2 separate regions of the Macaca mulatta genome follow, and region 1 is linked to region 2. The links are chromatin contacts, called in public Hi-C maps. All regions are on one chromosome and are shown on one strand. Each heading gives the region's core, a stretch centred on a gene start, on an enhancer-like site or on the middle of the called end of the contact. The rest is flanking DNA. Distances are from core to core; before and after follow the strand shown.

Region 1 (2,905 bases), core at 312-2,811, 80 kb after region 2:
TGGGACCCTGGCTCAAAAAATGCTCCTGAAACTTAATTTATACTATTGTTTAGCGAAAAAACTAATAAAATCCAAAGTAACTGATCTCAAGGTTACAGTGGCAGAAGATAAAAGTTTTCAACATCTGGCCTGCGGCGGTAGCTCCCGCCTGTAATCCCAGCACTTTGGGTAGGCCCATGGCTTCAGCCCAGGAGTTCTGAGATCAGCCTAGGTCATGGCAAAATCCCATTCTCTACAATAAATACTAATTAAAAATTAGCTGGGCATGTGGCAGCTCACACCTGTAGTCCCGGGTACTCGGGCGGCTGAGGTGAGATCACCTGAGGCTGGGGAGACTGAGGCTGCAGTGAGCCGTGATCGTGCCACTGCACTCAAGCTTGGGCAACATAGTGAAGCCCTGTCTCAACAACCACCAAAAATAAAAATGCTTCCAACAACTCATCCCCAGTAACCATCAGGGTAGTGTTATTTTTACAAGTAAACACGAGGGTTTCATTCAAGCCCATAGGACCAATTATGATCGAACATACAAACTGTACCTGAATCTGCGGTATACAATTTTTAGGTGCCTCATTCGACCAGTTCCGGTGGTATTTCGTCTTTTAGCCTTGGCACTCCAGTTATCTAAAACAAAGTTCAGAAAAGATTTCAAACGGTTTTCCCCCACACACCTTGTAGGTATTGTTAACACACGAGTTTTATGCCACCTCATCGGCATACAGATGTACAAGTTTTAAGATAGGCACCAAATAAAGTTCAAACCTATGCCCCCACTTAAGTGCAATACAAACAAAAGCTAACACAGTTGGTCTGAAAAATGTTACTTACACTTTCTCTTGCGCTTGGCAGGGTAGCCACATTTGCCACAGGTCGACTTCTGAAGGTGGTAGGCCTTAGAGCCACAGCGGCGGCACAATGTGTGCGTCTTATTGCGACGCTTTCCAAACGATGACGTTCCCTTCGTCTGGACATTAAAGGAATAGATAATTATGAAACGCGGCAATTTCTAGATTTACTCGAGTTCTCCGGGAAACCAAGCACTGATAAAACCTAAAGGCAATCATAAAGGTCGGAACTGTGGGAGAAGACTCCACGAATTCCAAGTCAGAGACCACTACCAGCATTTCACGTTACCTAAAGCCCTCCACAAGAGTTGCAACGTTCTGAAATATACCTTATCTTTATAGACTCCGGCCAGACAGCATCACCAATGAATTATTTGTTACACACAGCCAAACATTCCCAAACTCCTTCCTTCAGCTCCCAAACAAGGCTAGAGCTATGAAAGGTCTCCAAAGGTTGTACCGAAGCAAGGGACACAATGCGGCTCTAGCTCCACAATTACGGCGGGATCGGTCCCCCAAGCACCAATTAGCAGCCATTCTTCTGGCTCTTGAGGGCCACTGCATGCCTCTTTTCTGCCCACCAGTTCCCCTTATCCGGAATCTTGCCAGACCCCCAAGGACAGCAGACAGGGAGGCACAAAGAACGAGGATGGAACGCGATTCACACAGACCCTCGTCACAACTCACCATCTCGCTTCTGCAGCCGAGACCAGAGAGACCGGAAGAGAAGGCACTTCCGCTATATCACGCTCAGAAGCTTCCGCCCAGGGAAGTACTTCCTGCGGAGGGCTGTGCAACGTTCCCAAGCGTCCGTCGCCGTAGTGTCGGTGGGGTCAAGAGGAGGATGCGGTACCAGGCGCGGCCAATCGCGTCTTCAGTGCCGGAAAGGTGGGTGGGACTCCCAGTTGGCTGGCGACCGGTTGGCCGAGTGTTCGCCTGCCCCGCTTGGACCGTGAGCGGCTTTTCGTGCCGCCGTTCCTGGTGCTACTGTTACTGCTGATCGGTTTCGCGCGTTAGCAGGCAGATCTGTTGCCGTACCGTGGATTACTGTCGTCTGGGCACATGGAGAACCTGGAATGCGTGGCTGGCCCTGCTTGGGGGTACACGCACCGACTGAGCGTCCCCGGCGTGTAATGACCGTGTGCGTCTGGGATCAGCCCTATTCAGGAGAAAGCAACTTCTCCAGCCGCCTCCTCATTCCGATCCCGGAAGCTCTTGGCCGACGCTGACTCTCCCTGTGAGAGGTCGCGAGGAGTACGGAGGCCTGGAGCTGGAGCTTAGGATGTAAAGGGAAAGGCAAATAGTGATTTTTGTTATTGTTGTCGTTACTGTAGTAAATCAGAGGCAAGTTATCTGATCCCATATTTCATTGTGCCGAGGAATCACACATGGAACTTGTTCAATGGTTTCCAGGGGCCTGGCCCCGTGGCTTAACGCCTGTAATCCCAGCACTTTGGGAGGCTGAGGCGGGCGGATCTCTTCAGCCCAGGCGTTGGAGACCAGCCTGGGCACATAGGGAGACCCTGTCTCTACAAAAAATTAGCCAGGCGTGGTGGCGCGCGCCTGCCATCCCAGCTACTCAGAGGGTGGAGGTGGAGGTCGCAGTGAGCTGAGATGACGCCATTGCACTCCAGCTTAGGTGACTGAGTGAGACTGTCTCAAAAAAAAAAAAAAAAAAAGAAAAGAAAAGAAAACTAAAAATAAAATGTTGCCGGAGCTGCTTTTCTTTCTTGGAGGTTCTAGGAGGGAGAATCTGTTTCCTTTCTCAGCTTCTAGAGACTGCCCAAACTCTGGTTTATTGCTCCCTTGCATCTTCAAAACCTGTGATACTGTAGTTTCCCTCCTGTTTCTGTAGGGTTTAAGTTCCACCACCCTCAGTGGATGCCTGAAACCACAATACCAAACCCTATATATACTGTTTTTTCAGTACATGTGTACCTGTGATGAAGTTAGATTTATGAATTAGGCACCATAAAAGATTAACAACTAATAGAGCAATCATAACAGTATACTGTAATAAAAGTTATGTGAGTGTGGTCGGTCTCTTTTTCTGGAAATAC
Region 2 (2,935 bases), core at 213-2,712:
CTTGAGAAAAACGGAAAAGATCTAAAATAATTACTGCGGAGATAAGGAAAAGCAACAAAGGATAAATAGAGATACCAAACAGTAGTATCAAGGGCCCACTACGGTGTAAAAGCATGAATCTGTTATCAAGGCCATTCGCGAAGTTTTATATTTTCTTCAAAAGTGTCTGGAAACCACAGAGTACAGTCAATTTCAATACACGGTAAGCGCTACAAGAGAGTAAACAAAGGATGCCATGACATCAGAGAAGGGACACTTGAGGCTTTCTGGAGGACTTAAGCTTTGAAGTAAACTTAGCCAGGCTTAAAAAGGTGTGTGAATCCTAGAACATGCAAAGCACTTTCTGCATTGGAAAATTTAACACTCCCAGTTGTTTCAGATATCTTAAGCCGTACGAGTTTATTGTTCCTCTGTGACTATCTGAACACGAAATGAAAACTTCTTATGAAGGAGGGTTTCCTAAGTCTAGTTAGAAGCCCAAGGTGCCAACATCCTAGACTTAACATTTTTTTACCAGAATAAGAAACCATGTGGGTAAACCACAATCACACCGGTTTCATGTTCATGTTAAACTCATGAAACCAGACAAATTCAACCTTTTATACAGCATTATATTTCAGGAATGGCATAACAACTCTAAACAACGACGCTGTATTCTAAATTCCTGTACTGTTACAATGATCCCTATAGTAGGCGCTCAATAACTGTTGACGGCTTGACATTTACCCAGCTGCCAGAGAGGGCTTGTCTTGACTGTCTGAGGATGCAGCACCCAAAGGGAAAAACCACCACATGAACAAGATCAGGAAAACACAACAGCATCCTTCTGGGTAGAAGGAGGTATTCAGAGGTGAGGAATCCAAGAAACGATTTACCAAAAAACGCCACCGCAAGAGAAAAACCAGTATTAGCGACTTTCCCTTCATTGGTCAACAATAATAAAAATGCTCAGAAAGGCTGCCCCGGACGTCACCTGCGCGTGCACGGACCGCCCCGGGCCGCAGACACCTCTCCAGCGGGGAGCGGCCGGCTCGACCCGCCCCTCCCACCGCGCAGCGAACGTTGCGGCCGCGCAGCCTGGCGAAGGTGCCACTGCGGGCCCGACCCCTAGACTCGCTTGTCCCTGGAGACCAACCCAAGCGAACAGGCTCTACCGGATTCCGTCGGGTTTCTACTCCTACTCCGAAGGTCCTTTCTGCCCCAATCACAGCACCCACTCGCCTCGTTTTCCTCCTCTTCTTCAGCTTCCACCGCCGACCGGGCAACCCCAGTTACCTGATAACACCTCCCAAGGCCCCGTGTTTACATTCTGGCCCACTGGAAGCAGAAATTATCACGCCCAAATTCCTACCTGCCTGCCCTGGATCCCTGGTTTCCTAAGAAACGGGTTTGGCCCACCCCGGGGCGTTCGAACAGTCCACAGAAGCAGGCAAAGGAAAGACGACTCTGTCTTTCTCCTCCGCCAATCCCTTCTCCGAGACCACAAATCCCAGAAGTCACCGCGGCCGCCCCCACCGCATGACCTTCTGGGATTTGTAGTAATCAGGGCCACGCGGCTGGGCGCGCCCTCTAACAGCAGCACCGAATGACCGCAGCGCAGGAGCGCGGGAAAATGAGGCTGCGCGGGGTGAGGAGCGCACCAGGAGGAGCCGCCCCAGCGGTACCGCGCAGCGTCGCGTCCAGTCAGTGGGGAATAAGGTGAGGGGAAAACGATTTTACGGGATTCAAAGGATTAGGATATGCTCCTGCCTAATAGCCTAGCTGATGAGGTCGGCCAGACGCAGAGAACAGCGAGGCAAAACTCGGTTATAAAGGGCTCGAGGCGGCGGGGCGGGGAAGCTGGTCAGGGAGGCTCCAGGCTGAACTGCAGCCTTCACGTGAAAGTTACAATGAGTTGGACTCGGAAGGCAGTATTACGGCCTGAACGTAGCTGTGCGTCATGTCTTGAAAATAAACGAGCACATGTAACAAAGGTAATCAAGATTGTTAATTTATCCAACTCTCCTGCCCAATACACTCGTTTTTGGAAGTCATGCTTTCTCAGCCTCAGCGCCATTAACATTTCAAACTGGATAATGCTTTGTTGGGGGACGGGGTGTCCTGTGCATTGTAGGGTACTTAGCAGCATCTCTGTTCTCTCCACGGGATGCCACCACTGGTCAGTTGTGACAGCCAATGGTTTCCCCAGACAGTGAAATTTCCCCTGGAAGAAAAACCACCCCTCCCACCCTGCCCCATTGAGAACCATTGATGTCGACCAACATTGTCCTGAGGGTCACCGACACTCTTTCAAAGCCAAAATTATTTTCATACTAATATGAAGACGTGATTTGCCCTTTGCACAATGCTGACGTTTGCACTGATGGTGGAAAAGCAACGGCAGGTCAAGGTGCTGGCGCCTCCGCAGGAATTACAGTAATGACACCATACCGTACCGGGAGCTCTTCTTCACCACCACACGCTCACAGTAGGAAAAATGGGCCGGGCGCGGTGGTTCACGCCTGTAATCTTAGCACTTTGGGAGGTCAGGAGTTCGAGACTAGCCTGGCCAACATGGCGAAACCCCGTCTCTACCAAAAATACAAAAATTAGCCAGGCCTGGCGGCGCGCACCGGAATCCCAACTACTCAGAGGCTGGCTTGGGAGGATCCCTTGAGCCTTGGAGGTCGAGGCTGCAGTGAGCCGAGGTCACGCCACTGCACTCCCGCCTGGACGACAGAGCGAGGCCCGGTCTCAAAAAAAAAAAAAAAAAAAAAATGCTGTCTCCAGCATAATAGTTACTTTATTACTTTATAATAAGTTAACTTTATTATAACCACCCTGACACTTAATATTCTTTGTAAAAACTTGGAAGTCCTCATAAAGTACTTCTGCTGCCTATTGAAGTATGATGTATCAAAGAAGAGCTATTGTGAGATGGCATTAACTACTTTTT

What was found. A called contact is a pair of places that touch in the nucleus more often than the background predicts.
Region 1: a Hi-C map of fetal cortex germinal zone shows a contact between it and region 2, with 2.6 times the contacts expected there. The contact joins the promoter of RPL37 here to the promoter of TTC33 in region 2. A contact is called at or near these places in 3 of 14 Hi-C or Micro-C datasets (fetal cortex germinal zone, fetal cortical plate and liver).

The regions. Positions count from the first base shown.
Region 1 is chr6:41,909,676-41,912,580 of T2T-MMU8v2.0, forward strand. RPL37 (ribosomal protein L37) reads right to left here and starts at 1,562. Exons shown (of 4, transcript XM_001086649.5): 1 at 1,533-1,562; 2 at 829-964; 3 at 540-624. The coding sequence starts at 1,535.
Region 2 is chr6:41,829,293-41,832,227 of T2T-MMU8v2.0, forward strand. It overlaps TTC33 (tetratricopeptide repeat domain 33), which reads right to left and starts at 1,463. Exons shown (of 5, transcript NM_001261196.1): 1 at 1,352-1,463. It overlaps LOC114678771 (a long non-coding RNA gene), which reads left to right and starts at 1,546. Exons shown (of 2, transcript XR_003730295.2): 1 at 1,546-1,698.